3 separate regions of the Sus scrofa genome follow, and regions 1 and 3 are each linked to region 2. A link is a contact called in public HiChIP or PLAC-seq data. All regions are on one chromosome and are shown on one strand. Each heading gives the region's core, a stretch centred on a gene start, on an enhancer-like site or on the middle of the called end of the contact. The rest is flanking DNA. Distances are from core to core; before and after follow the strand shown. Region 1 holds the start of FAM58A (cyclin-related protein FAM58A). Region 2 holds the start of ARHGAP4 (rho GTPase-activating protein 4). Region 3 holds the start of RPL10 (ribosomal protein L10).

The links. HiChIP or PLAC-seq counts read pairs in DNA pulled down with a chosen protein or histone mark.
Region 1: a contact with region 2 is called in an H3K27ac HiChIP or PLAC-seq map of alveolar macrophages. The contact joins the promoter of FAM58A here to the promoter of ARHGAP4 in region 2. A contact is called at or near these places in 1 of 47 Hi-C or Micro-C datasets (liver) and 2 of 2 datasets of contacts at active chromatin or transcription factors (alveolar macrophages and skeletal muscle).
Region 3: a contact with region 2 is called in an H3K27ac HiChIP or PLAC-seq map of alveolar macrophages. The contact joins the promoter of RPL10 here to the promoter of ARHGAP4 in region 2. A contact is called at or near these places in 1 of 47 Hi-C or Micro-C datasets (liver) and 1 of 2 datasets of contacts at active chromatin or transcription factors (alveolar macrophages).

The regions. Positions count from the first base shown.
Region 1 is chrX:124,368,181-124,372,083 of Sscrofa11.1, forward strand. FAM58A (cyclin-related protein FAM58A) reads right to left here and starts at 1,892. Exons shown (of 5, transcript XM_003360487.4): 1 at 1,460-1,892. The coding sequence starts at 1,877.
Region 2 is chrX:124,652,692-124,656,889 of Sscrofa11.1, forward strand. It overlaps ARHGAP4 (rho GTPase-activating protein 4), which reads right to left and starts at 2,621. Exons shown (of 23, transcript XM_003135484.5): 1 at 2,460-2,621. The coding sequence starts at 2,526.
Region 3 is chrX:124,925,868-124,929,477 of Sscrofa11.1, forward strand. It overlaps RPL10 (ribosomal protein L10), which reads left to right and starts at 1,382. Exons shown (of 6, transcript NM_001044543.1): 1 at 1,382-1,550; 2 at 2,388-2,446; 3 at 2,537-2,644; 4 at 2,816-2,954; 5 at 3,467-3,610. The coding sequence starts at 1,528.

The DNA of each region.
Region 1 (3,903 bases), core at 642-3,141, 290 kb before region 2:
ACAAATTACCCCAAACTAAGTGGCTTGAAACAACACATATTTTTCTCCTCTCACAATCCTGGCTGTCAGAAGCCTGAAATGAGTCTTAGGGGGCTAAGCTCAAGGTGTCAGCAGGGCTGGTTCCTTCTGGAGGTTCCATGTGAGAATCCATCTCCCTGCCCTTTCCAGCTTCTAGAGGTGCCTGCATTTCTTGGCTGGCGGCCCCCTCCTCCAGCTTCAAAGCCAGCAGCTTCTAACCACGCTTCCCTCCTCACATGGCCTTCTCCTCTGCCTGTCTACTCCTGCTGCCTCTCTTTAAGGATGGCTTAATCCCATCTGCAAAATCTTGCCGCATGAGGTAACAGTCACGGGTTCTGGGGACGAGCATGGGGGAATCTTTGGAGGACCCACATTTGGCCTCACACAGAGGACAAGGGCGTAAACAATACATTTTATCAAGAAATCCTTGGAGAAGTTCCCGTCGTGGCGCAGTGGTTAACGAATCCGACTAGGAACCATGAGGTTGTGGGTTCCATCCCTGGCCTTGCTCAGTGGGTTAAGGATTCGGCGTTGCCACGAGCTGTGGTATAGGTCGCAGGCGTGGCTCAGATCCTGCGTTGCTGTGGCTCTGGTGTACGCAGCGGCTACAGCTCCGATTCAACCCCTAGCCTGGGAACCTCCATATGCCGCAGGAGCGACCCTAGAAAAAGCAAAAAGACAAAAAAAAAAAAAAATAGAAAGAAAGAAATGAAAGAATCCTTGGAAAGAGACACCTCAAGAACTTTGAGCATTTCAAGGTTTAAACTTCAGTTTCACAGTTAATTCCTACATGGGACCCCCTCAATCTCAATGTCAGATTAGGCAGTATGGCTGCACGTGCCCCTACAAGTCTTTTTCTTTTTTTTTACTTGGCAAACCCTCGCCCTAGGTTCTCGGTGTGATGAGACCTCCTCAACAAAGCTTGTCACGAGCCTCGCCAGCGGCATGATCCAAAAGACTCCATTTGACCAAGTGCCAGTGCCCCCGAGGCTGGGAGACAGGTGTGGCAGAAGGCACCGTACACTCAACCGAGATGCGGGCGCCCCGACTCCGCCACCTTTTAGCTGGAGCCAGTCCCTTTCCACATCCTCTCTTTGGGACTACGCGCCCGTCCGGGAAATGACAATGACCCTCTTGGCCTCGCAGCTCGAAGCCTAACACACAGGGCGTGACGGAAAGGCAGAGGCCGATACCCCTAAGCCGGGCCTCCCAGTGTTCGCTAAGGCAGCGCAGGCCCGCGTTCTTCCCTCTGCACAGCAGCGCCAGCTCCGCGTCTGGAGGGACCCCTCTTCCGGGAAGCGAGTCCTCGCGAGGCCAGCCCCTCCCCGCCCGCTCGGCGCTCCCAAGGCGGGCTGGGGCCCGCCAGGTGAGAGCGCAGCACTGCGGCCCGGCCTCTACGTCTGGTCCGCATGGGGCCCGCCCTCTTCCCAGACGCGGTTACCTGCCTCCATGATGAACCGCGTCACTCGGAAGTGCACCCTCGCCTCCGGTGCTGGCCGCCCCTCTGCGCCTCGCGCCGCGTCCCCTCCTCCGCAGGTCCCCAGGCCGACGGCCTCCATGAGGCCCCGCCCCACGGGCCGAGACCCCCCCCCTCCCCGCACCGGAAGGAGAAGCGTTCCCGACGGGCGGCGGCCGGTTCCCGGGGGTCCTCGGGAGGGAGCAGCTGCCCCGCCCCGCCCCCGGCTGAGCGCGCGCAGTTGCGCGCCGGAGGCGGGGCCTGCCGAGTGCGCAGGCGCAAACTTAAGCGCAGGCGCAGGCGTAGAGACCGCGGCTGCCTGGAGGCTGGCGAGCGCCTGCCCCGCCCCCGGAAGCCGTACACCGCGCCCCAGGAGCCGACGCCCCGCCCCTGGGAAGCTCATGCCCCGCCTCCGGGAAGCGCACGCTCCGCCCCCAGTAGCGGTAAGTCTGTCTCCCGGCTGAGTGATTGCCGGAGCGGCGCAAGTGCGCCTCGGGGGCGGAGCGGGGGCGCGCTCCTAGGGCCTAGGAGGTACGGAAGCACCCCCCCCACCCCGGCCCCGCCAGGCGCGTGAGCTACAAGTCCCTATGGTCCAACTAAGGTGTCGCTCCCGGGCTGGTGGCCCAGCGTGGTTTAGGACGGGAGCAGCTGGCTGTGTCTGCCAAGCCGCGGAGGGGGGGCGCTTACCGGAGGTGTCAGTGGCTCCTAACGGAGGGCGTGGGGGAGTTCCCATTGTGGCTCAGCGGTAAGGAACCCGACTAGTATCCTTGAGGATGCGAGTTGGATCCCTGGCCTCGCTCAGTGGGTTAAGGATCTGGCGTTGCTGTGAACTGTCGGTGTAGGTCACAGGCACATCTCAGATCTGGGGTGGCTGTGGCTCTGGCGTAGGCCGGCTACAGCTCCGATTAGAACCCTAGCCTGGGAATTTCCATATGCCGCAGGTGCGGCCCTAAAAAGACAAAAAAAAAAAAAAAAAAAAAAAGAAAGAAAGGAAGGAAGGAAGAAAAGAAAAGAAAAGAAAAAAAAGAAAGCCTGAGGTTCAATGTCAGTGTCAAAACCCGAATCCAGGTTTGCCAGTTCCCCAGACCCACAGATGAGCCCGGAAGGGAATGCTGTGCCCAGAATGAGGCCGTTAGGGCTGTTTGCGTGAGGGTCCCGCATCCCTTGGGGATCTGGTTGCCACTCACTTTTCCAGCCTGGCACTGTGGGAGCTCAGTAACGTTTGCCGAATGAATGGTGTTGAATATCCAACTCCCAGTGCCATCCTGCATTTCGTTGGTGGCTTCCAGGCATTAGGGGTGCAGCACCCAAAGGGCCTCCCAAGCTAGTGACAGACAGTCACTCTGGTCATTCTGATACATTCAGACGGTTGCTGTGACTTGAAAGAGCTGGGAACATTAAGAGGAAAAAGCCTCCCCCCCCCCCCGCCCACCCACCTACCCGGCCAACCTTGAGGTCCTTCTCCAGCCCCCGCCTTACTTAGCTCCCCCCGTGGTCCTCTCTCCACACCAGCTGGGTCACTTTCCTGGTGCTTCCGTAACAAATGACAGGCAAACTGGGTGGCTTACAACTGTAGAACTGGCCGCAATTCTAGAGGCCAGACCTCTGAAACCAAGGTGTCACCAAGTCTCTGCAGGAGGATACTTCCTGCCTCTTCCAGCTTCTGGTGGCCCCAGACATCTGTCCCTTGGCTTGCGGCTGCACCCCTCCCGTCTCTGCTGCGCCCATCCTCACATGCCGTCTCCTCCGTGTCTGCGGCTCTCGTTTTCTGTCTCACTTGTCATTGCATTTAGGGCCACCGAAGTAATCCAGGAGGCTGGCAAATAAGAGCACATTCACAAGGATCCGGGAGTTAGAGTGGGGACCCCTGTTTGGGGGGACTACCATAGCCCGTGACACCAGCCACCAGAGTGAGCTTCCTAAAACTCAAGGCGGGGGAGCCCCTGCCCTGCCTAACACCCTCCTTGCGGAATCACCCTGGTGACTGGCCCCTCAGGGCCAAGGCCTTGGGTAGCTCCCCAAAGGTTATGGTCTCCCAGGGGGGCCTTTGCACATGCTCGACCCGTGAAGGAATTCCTGCCCCACACCCTCCTCCCCAGCTCCCTCCGAGGGTCTTGCATGTGCTCGTGTGTGAAGGGGCTCAGGGCCCCCAACCTCCTGTGCTGCTGACGCCTGTCATGCCTTCCACGCTGTTGCTGCACTGGCAGTGCCACCCTCTCCCCACCCAAATGGACTCTGGGTCTTGGGAGATGGGGCCACTGCGTCCAGCTGCCAACATCCATGCATAATGCACCCCGCCCCCATGTACACACACGCAAACAGATGCACACGCACGTCAGACACTCCCCTCAGGTACCCTGGGGTGCACACCTGTGCACACATGCACACACGCATCCGGTATCACCCTTCCCCTGGCCCCTTGGCCCAGC
Region 2 (4,198 bases), core at 1,371-3,870:
ACTCCCCCCCGGACCCCGAGGGAGAGGGAGCCCCAGCAGCCGAGCCCTGCGGTCTGGCTTCGTGCTCAGGGCTCCCTTGGGATGCCGCAGGGAGGTGACAGAGGAAACGTGCCCAGCCTAGGTGGCAGCTACGGACCAGTCCAGGCAAAAGACAGTCAGGGGCTTGGACCAGGGGTCGGCCTGGGAGGAGGCAGGAAGTGGCAGGACCCAGGGTGGCTGTTGGGAGGGACGCTGGCACCACGTGGATTTCGGCCCCAAATCCAGTGATTTCCTGGGGCTGCGGGGCAGGTGGCAGCCGGCATGGGTTCTGCCTACACAGCACCCCCCCTTCTCTGATTCTCCCCTGCTCCCTGACTCCAGGCCCCCGAGATGTGGCTCAGGCTTAACCCATCCCCCGGCCTCCCCACCCCCATCCATCACTGGGACTAGCTCGGTGAGACGCCCAGCGGCCACCGCCCCCGCGCTTTCGGTGCAATGACTCAAGGGGGGGCACTCTTTCCACGGAGCAAGTGAAGCCCACGCGGAGGCTCCTTAAGCCGAGGCCAGGCCCCAGGGTCAGCTGGGGTGGGCTCTATGCCACCTGTATCAGGAGAGTCTTCACTGAATCAGGGTAACATTTTTGGGATAGAAGTCTATTTCATTTCGTTCCAAGAGGGCTCCGAGATGTCACCTTCCCCTGGGAACCTAAGACAACTGAGAGCACTGAGTGGTTGGCTGGCACGCCACATCGCTGGGTTTCTTCTTCAGGGCATGCAACCAAGCCTGGGTGGGGACTCGGACCTGCCTGCCGGCTGGGGTCAAGCAGACGCGCGTCCGTGTCTCTCGGACTCCGCAGCCTCTAGGCCCCGTCCGAGTCCAGCTCTCAGCTCGGACGCGCTCGTCGGGGAACCCCTCCCTGACCCCGCACCAGCTAGGTCTGGGCCTCTTCCCACCCCCTTGGTCGACATCCGCGATTTCCCTCGACGGTGCTTTTCATCATGATTGAAATGAATGGTGTGATAGCTTGTTTACGCTCTGTCTCCCCCACTAGACCCGTGAGCCGGTGCGGAGCAAGACTGCTTCTCCTTGGCTCGGCACTGTATTTTCAGGGCCTGGCCCATCTGTCAAAAGGAAGGATGGAATCCACGGATGCTTGAACCACAGAGCCGAGCCCGGGCCCCCCAGCACTTCCTGTGAGCAAGGCATTCAGTCTCACTTCTGCTGACAAACAAAGCAGAAAAGATGGCCTCCCAAACCACGACTGTGCTGACCTTTCAGAAGCTAGGGTGGCAGGAGAGCGATCCTGTTTTGCTAGCACAGTAGGAAGTTTCTTTCGGCCGGTGTGGGGGGCAGGGGAACAGGGAACAGAAGCTAAAATCACCAGACATCCAGAGCAGGCAAGGAGCATCTTAAAGGACAGCCTCGCCCAAGCCCCCAGTTTTGCAGTGTGAATGAACAGCCCCGTATCTACTGACTGAAGAGTCTCCCAAGTCCTTCGGCCTCATGACATTTGGGGGGTGCAGGCTGGGGGTCACTCTCTCCAGCTGAGAAATGGTGCAGGCAAGGCTTGGAGAGCTGGCTCGCCCTGCTCAAAGTCCCCTCCGGGGAGGACTGGAGCATATTTTGGTGTAAATTGCTTTCATTGGACAATCACGTTGGAACCTGCATCTGCGGACTGGAAGGAAACGCAGGGATCATTTGACTCTACCTCCTGTGAACTACAGGGCTGTGTGACCCCAAGCAAGTCACTGCTCCTCTCTGAGCTTCGATTTCCTTCCTTGGTAAAACTGAGCCACTCAGGGGTGATACAGGAGGTCGTGCGTCTGAAGACACCAGAAAACTTTAGGGCCTCAAACTGCTGGTGCTTGGCTGCTGCCTTCTTCCCTTTGTATGAGTCACCACGCCCTGAATAAGACCCGCAGAAGCTGATTTGCATGCGATGCGACAGAGTGTTTATCAGAACCCAAGGAGGGCTACTCTCCAGGAGGCCGAAAGTCTCTCAGGCCCAGATTCCCGGCCCTGGCTTGACCCCGACACAGTGGCCTTCAAACGCTGAGGCAGTCACCTCGGTGCCCAGGGGGAGGGCAGAGGGACGGGGCTACAGGGAATGGAGCGGTTTGAGGGCAAAGCCATCAGGACGCCCTTACCCACCCACTCCCGCCCCAGCAAAGCCAAGGTATTCGGCTTCCCCGAGGCTAGAGAGGCACGCTCTGGGCAGCACCTTGGTGCACCCGGTGGGTGTCCCCTTCCCTCCTTGGGCTCCTTAGGTGAGGTGCAGGGAGAAGCGGGGAGGGCAGAGCCACCGCGCACGCAGGGAGGGAGAGAAGGGGCGAGGGAGGCAGGGGAAACTGCAGGCGGCCGTGGAGAGGCAGGCGGGCGGGCGGCTCGGTTCCTTCCCCCAGCCCCTCTGGGGGACTTTTCCGGCTCCCCCAAGAACACCTCCTCAGGGGCCAGGCCGGGCGCGCCCAGCGCCCTCTCACCTTTGACTTGCGCCTCATACTCGGCCTGCGGCCCTCGCTCCCGGCGCAGCTTCCCGTGCGTGGCCATGGCCGCCCGGCGGCCGCGCCGTCGAGCCCCGCTCTTCCCACGCGGCCGTGAGCGGGCCCGGCGCTGGGACCTGGGGCCCAGCAGCCAGCACCCTGCGCGGGCCCCGCCCCGCCCCGTCCCTCCCCCCGCGTGGCTGGGGGGGCGGGGCGGCCCAGGCCTGGCACTGCCGCCACCCGCTGCCCTGCCCGGGAGGGGGCTGAGCGTGGGGGTGGGGGGAAGGAGTTCCCACTGTGGCCGGGCCTCGTGGCCCGCGCACCACCGGGGCGGCCTTGTGCCCAAGCAGCCAGGGCCGGTGTGAGAGCCCCCAGGTGCCATCTTCCCCCCAACCTCCAGAAGGCTGTCTGATCACCACCGCCAGACAGCGCCCTTCACATCATGGCCATTGGCCCTCAATGCCAGGGGACAGGACAGCATAGCCGCCCCAGGCCGTGGGCTCCCCTGGGTCATCTGCTTCCCTCCGGCCCCCGGGACATGAGATGGGGTCCCATCCTTCCCAAGTCACAGCCCCAAGCGATAAGCACAAGGAGCCTGGAGAGCCAGGTGGGAAGGGAGGTCGGTCGGCAGCAGAAAACAGAAGGGGTGTCCTCTGGAGGCCCCCCGTGTGGTGGGGGTGGGGGGCAGACAGCAGGGCTGAGCTGAGGTTCCCCTTCTGCTCAGCCCTGTAGGGAGGAACGAGCCTGTTTCCCCATAGGTGGTTACCACTTCCTGCTGCCGGAAGAGACTCTTCTGCCTCCCTTCCCCGGCAGCTTTGCACCTGCTCTGTCCTAGGCCTGGGGGGCTGGGGAGGGGCCGCCCTCTTCCTTCCCCCTCAGAGCAAGGCCTTACTGAGCCTGGCGGGGGGGGGGGGTATCTGGGAGCCTCTCTAATCCAGGGGCACTGGAGTTTCCCCTCACCCCTCTCTACCAACTGGAAGTCACAGGACTACAGTTTTTCTCCAGTATACTGAGACGGCAGGGTGCATGCAGCAGGTGACAAGCCAGATTTGACAGCCAGCCATCTTCGGTTGGGTGGGAGGGACATCCCTGGGGTATTGTCGCTGGTGAAAGAGGTGAAGGCAGTTAGGCTCCGGGATTGTGCCTGGGGAAGGCAGGCTTGTAGGCACTAGTGCAAGGGATCCAGGAGTGTGTGCACGGATGTCAAGGTTGAGCTCTGTACAAATGTGGGCACACGTGACCCTGACCTGCAGCTCTGGGAAGGAGGGGACTCTGTGAAGGTACTTCTTGGCTTTGGACTGTGGGCAATTCTCTTGGCTCCTCAGCTCCCTGCCCCCCACCTCCAGAACCAAGGCCCTTCTCTGAGGTGCAGTGTGCCTACGGGGCCCGGGCCAAAAGGCCTGGAAGCTGCTCTGAGGCCAGCAGGGACCCATGCCCCTCATCAGCTAGCCCCAACACACCTCGCCCCCTCCCCCCCATCTGAGCACTGGCTGGACCCTCCCCCATCCAGCAGAGCCAGGCACCAGGCTCAAGCCCACTGGAAACTGCTGCTCAACTGGACTCAGCTCCTACTTTCAGATACTCTCCTCCAAACTGCTACTTTACACTCCAGAAATACACGCATGTGATGCCCCATTTGGCTACTGCTGTAAAACCTTGGGTAGCCCTGGCTTTTAGGGTGCATGTCTGGCACTTAAGGCCCTACTGCTTTGCTCTATCTTCAGCTCTGTCGTTCCCCT
Region 3 (3,610 bases), core at 132-2,631, 270 kb after region 2:
CTGCAGTGCCTCTAGGAAGGCAATAGTTGGGCAGCCTGCTACAGCCCTGCTTTATGTGTATAACCCTAAACGCTCTAGTCTGGGAGCCCAGCACCTGACTTGAGCTCCCCCAGGGAAAGTCACATCTTCTCATCCAGTTTCCAGACCCAGATGACCCTGTTGGAAAGGGAGGCTCTGTTCCCTGGGACGGACCCTACCCTGTTGCTGGAAATGCATGCCACAAATCTCCCCAAGTTTTCCTAAAGAAAACATTCTCTAAAGTTACAGGTAGTCCTAGAGAACAGGTGAGTCATGCCTGTTAGGTAGCATGGGGAAGACCTTGTTACTTTCCTGCTGTCCCTACCTCCAGATCGTGGTCACCTCTGCTTTGGATCCCTGCTGACATGAGCACTAGCTCTGCACACTTCTCTGGATACCATTCTTGGACAGACAGGGGAAGGATCTTTGCTTTATCTCAAAACATCTCAGAGGCACACTCAGGAGGCGCTAGAAGACACTGTGTGTGTTTGGGGGGGGGGGATGCCGCATCCTGGTCCCTTGGGAGGGTAGGAGCTTTCAGGAGCACGGATCAAGGCAGCTTTCAGAAGCCAGAACTCGGGCGCAGCTGAAGTGACAGTGCTCCTTTGCTAACTGGGTGTGGTCGCCACCTTCCTTTTCCTCTTCTCCAAGTCACTCTGGAGAGCATAACGTCTAATTTTCTCCGCTGTGGAGGGGTAGGCTCAATGGTGGTCACGGGGTCTCCAGAGCCCTGGACCTTTGTGGCCGCATTTCCTTGGCTTTTCTGGCGGGAGGGCATACGCCCCGCCCCGGGTCTCCAGGGAACGGGGACTTGGCTCGCAACAAAGTGGGTGCCAAGACTCCTCGTTTAGGACAGGGAGGACGGGGGTGGGGTTGGGCGGGCCTCCCGGTCCACAAAGGAACGATGGCCGAAGCTCCATTAGGGTGCGTCCCTGCCGAGCCCTGGAACCGCACGGGGGAGGCACAGAGGGCTCGTCCCAAGCCTCACGATGCCAGGGGACAGGTGTGCGGCCGCCGCGAGCCCCATTCGGGAGTACTTTCTTCCAGTGCTAGGAACAGATGTCTTTTATAGTTACGGCGAAGCCTCGGGCAAGAATTTTACGCCCAAGATGGCCAACCGGAAGCTGGCTCCTCGAGCCGATGTGGCGAAGCCCCATTCGCCAGTCTGCCGCTCACGGCCGGGTGCTCAGCCGCCTTCCCGCTCTGCGCATGTGCGCAGGCACGCCCGTACACATGCGCAGAGCACCGCCGCGTCTATGGTCCGGAAGTCTAACAGAGCGTCTCCTCGCCCGCCCCCAGACTCTATGGTTCCTACCCGTGAAGATAGACCGCCTATATAAAGGATGCGCAGGCGTGGGAGCGCCTCTTTTCCTTCGGCGCGGTGAGTAGTCGCGGGATCAGGCCGTGGCGGTGTCCTTGCCGTTTCTGTCTCCTCCCTTGAGGCCTGTGTTCGTCTTTTCTTCCGACTTTGTCTGTTTCGTTGCAGCCACTGAAGATCTTGGTGTCGCCATGGGCCGCCGCCCCGCCCGGTGGTGAGTGCCTAGTCCATGCAGTTTTGCTGCTGGGAAAAGGGAGGGAGAACTGCATTTGGCTACTAAAAGTAGCCATGGGGTGGGGTCTCCCTTTTGCGCCTTTCCTGCCCTGGGAACAGACTCCGCGTTTTCCCCAGTACCATCCGGGTCGCTTTAGGCCTTTGTTTAAACTGTCTTTTTTAAAAAGTAAGTTCAGGCTGCTATTTGTCATTTATGTTTCTCCGATTTTGTTCGAGTTGCGGGTTGGACCTACACGGCATACGCTGCCCCAGTTTCGGGCTACAATGGAAACCGCCTTGCATCTCGCCCTCTGTTCTCGAAATGCGCTGGCTTTTTAAGCTCAGTGCTCTTTCTGGGCCTTTGTATACCATCCTCATCTTATTTCCAGGCGACGTGCCGTTCAGGCTCCTCCGAGGCCAAGGGCAGTCCCGGAAAAGCTCAGCCGCCTCGTGTGCCCTGCAGGGGGCGCCGGGAGCCCTTCACGTGGCTCAGAGAAGGACTCATTGCCACGTGCCCAAACGTCTTTAGGTAGATGAAATGAAATGTTTACATGGTCTGTTTCAAAGCGTTGGCCTCATAGGAAGTGTAAAGACCAGCAGGGGATGGAGGATATGCTGGCGTTCCTTTATAAGCTCCCGGATCGGGTGTCCTAACTTTTGGCTACATCTTGCTTTAGGGCAAATCTCCAGGAGTGGAGACATAACTTAGAGATGGACGTGTGTCATCTCACCTTTCCCAGCTCCCCTTTTGGTCTTAACTTGAGGTAGCACTCAGAGTGCCCATTGAGGCCTTCGTTTGTGAATCTTTACAAGCCTGGGTCTTTTCTGCCTTCCGCAGTTACCGGTATTGCAAGAACAAGCCGTACCCAAAGTCTCGGTTCTGCCGAGGTGTCCCTGGTAAGTAGCGGGAAGGCTCTCAACCTTCTACGGCCGCACGGACTCAGTTGCCTGTGGCACCCCCGACGCTAACCAGAGTTGTTTCTTCAGATGCTAAGATCCGCATCTTTGACCTGGGGCGGAAGAAGGCAAAAGTGGATGAGTTTCCGCTCTGTGGCCACATGGTGTCAGATGAGTACGAGCAACTCTCCTCTGAAGGTGAGGCCGGGCTCCTTGCTCATCGTCCCAGTCAGAGCTAGACCTCGCTCTGCTGGAGTCAGCAGGTCATTCATTGGTCAGGAGCCTCTTGCCAAACAACCAGATGTTCCTAGAGAACCCCAGCAAGTCGTGCCATTTTGTCTCACTCTGCTGCCTTCTCCCCCACCCTAGCTCTGGAGGCTGCTCGTATTTGTGCCAACAAGTACATGGTGAAAAGTTGTGGCAAAGATGGTTTTCACATCCGAGTGCGGCTACACCCCTTCCACGTCATCCGCATCAATAAGATGCTGTCCTGTGCCGGAGCTGACAGGTGAGCGGGGTCTTGGAGTTTTGTCTTTATCTCGAAGCCTCCGTATCAGGCTTTTCATCAGCCAGAGCCAAGAGGCCAAGGGCTGGGAAATGAATTTCAGTAAACACTCTCCTCCGACCACCGCACAGACGGAACAGAAGCCGCAGAATCCCGGGAACAAAGGCAGCGCAGCTTGGGGGCAACAGGTGGAGGGTGGTCTTTCGGAGGAGGTAGCTCATCTCTAAGCCTGATGCCATCCTTGCACACAGGCACGTAGCTGGGGTGGTCACGGGTTGGAGGGCTTTTTCTGTGGCACCTGGCAGGGATTCTAGCCAGTCTGTTCCAGGGTCCTCTTTGCAGCCAATTAAGCCGACCGTGCTCTTTTCCCCATGGGGGCCCGGTGTGCAATGGCTGCAAACAGCAGCCTCCTCGGTAGTGTATGCAGCCTGTTGCCGGTATAGGCTGCCCTAAGGGACCTTGGAGACAGCCCTTTCCAGTGGGCAGTCATGACTGGCATGCTGTCCCCAATGCAGGCTCCAGACAGGCATGCGTGGTGCCTTTGGAAAGCCCCAGGGCACGGTGGCCCGCGTCCACATTGGCCAAGTCATCATGTCCATCCGCACCAAGCTGCAGAACAAGGAGCACGTGATTGAGGCCCTGCGCAGGGCCAAGTTCAA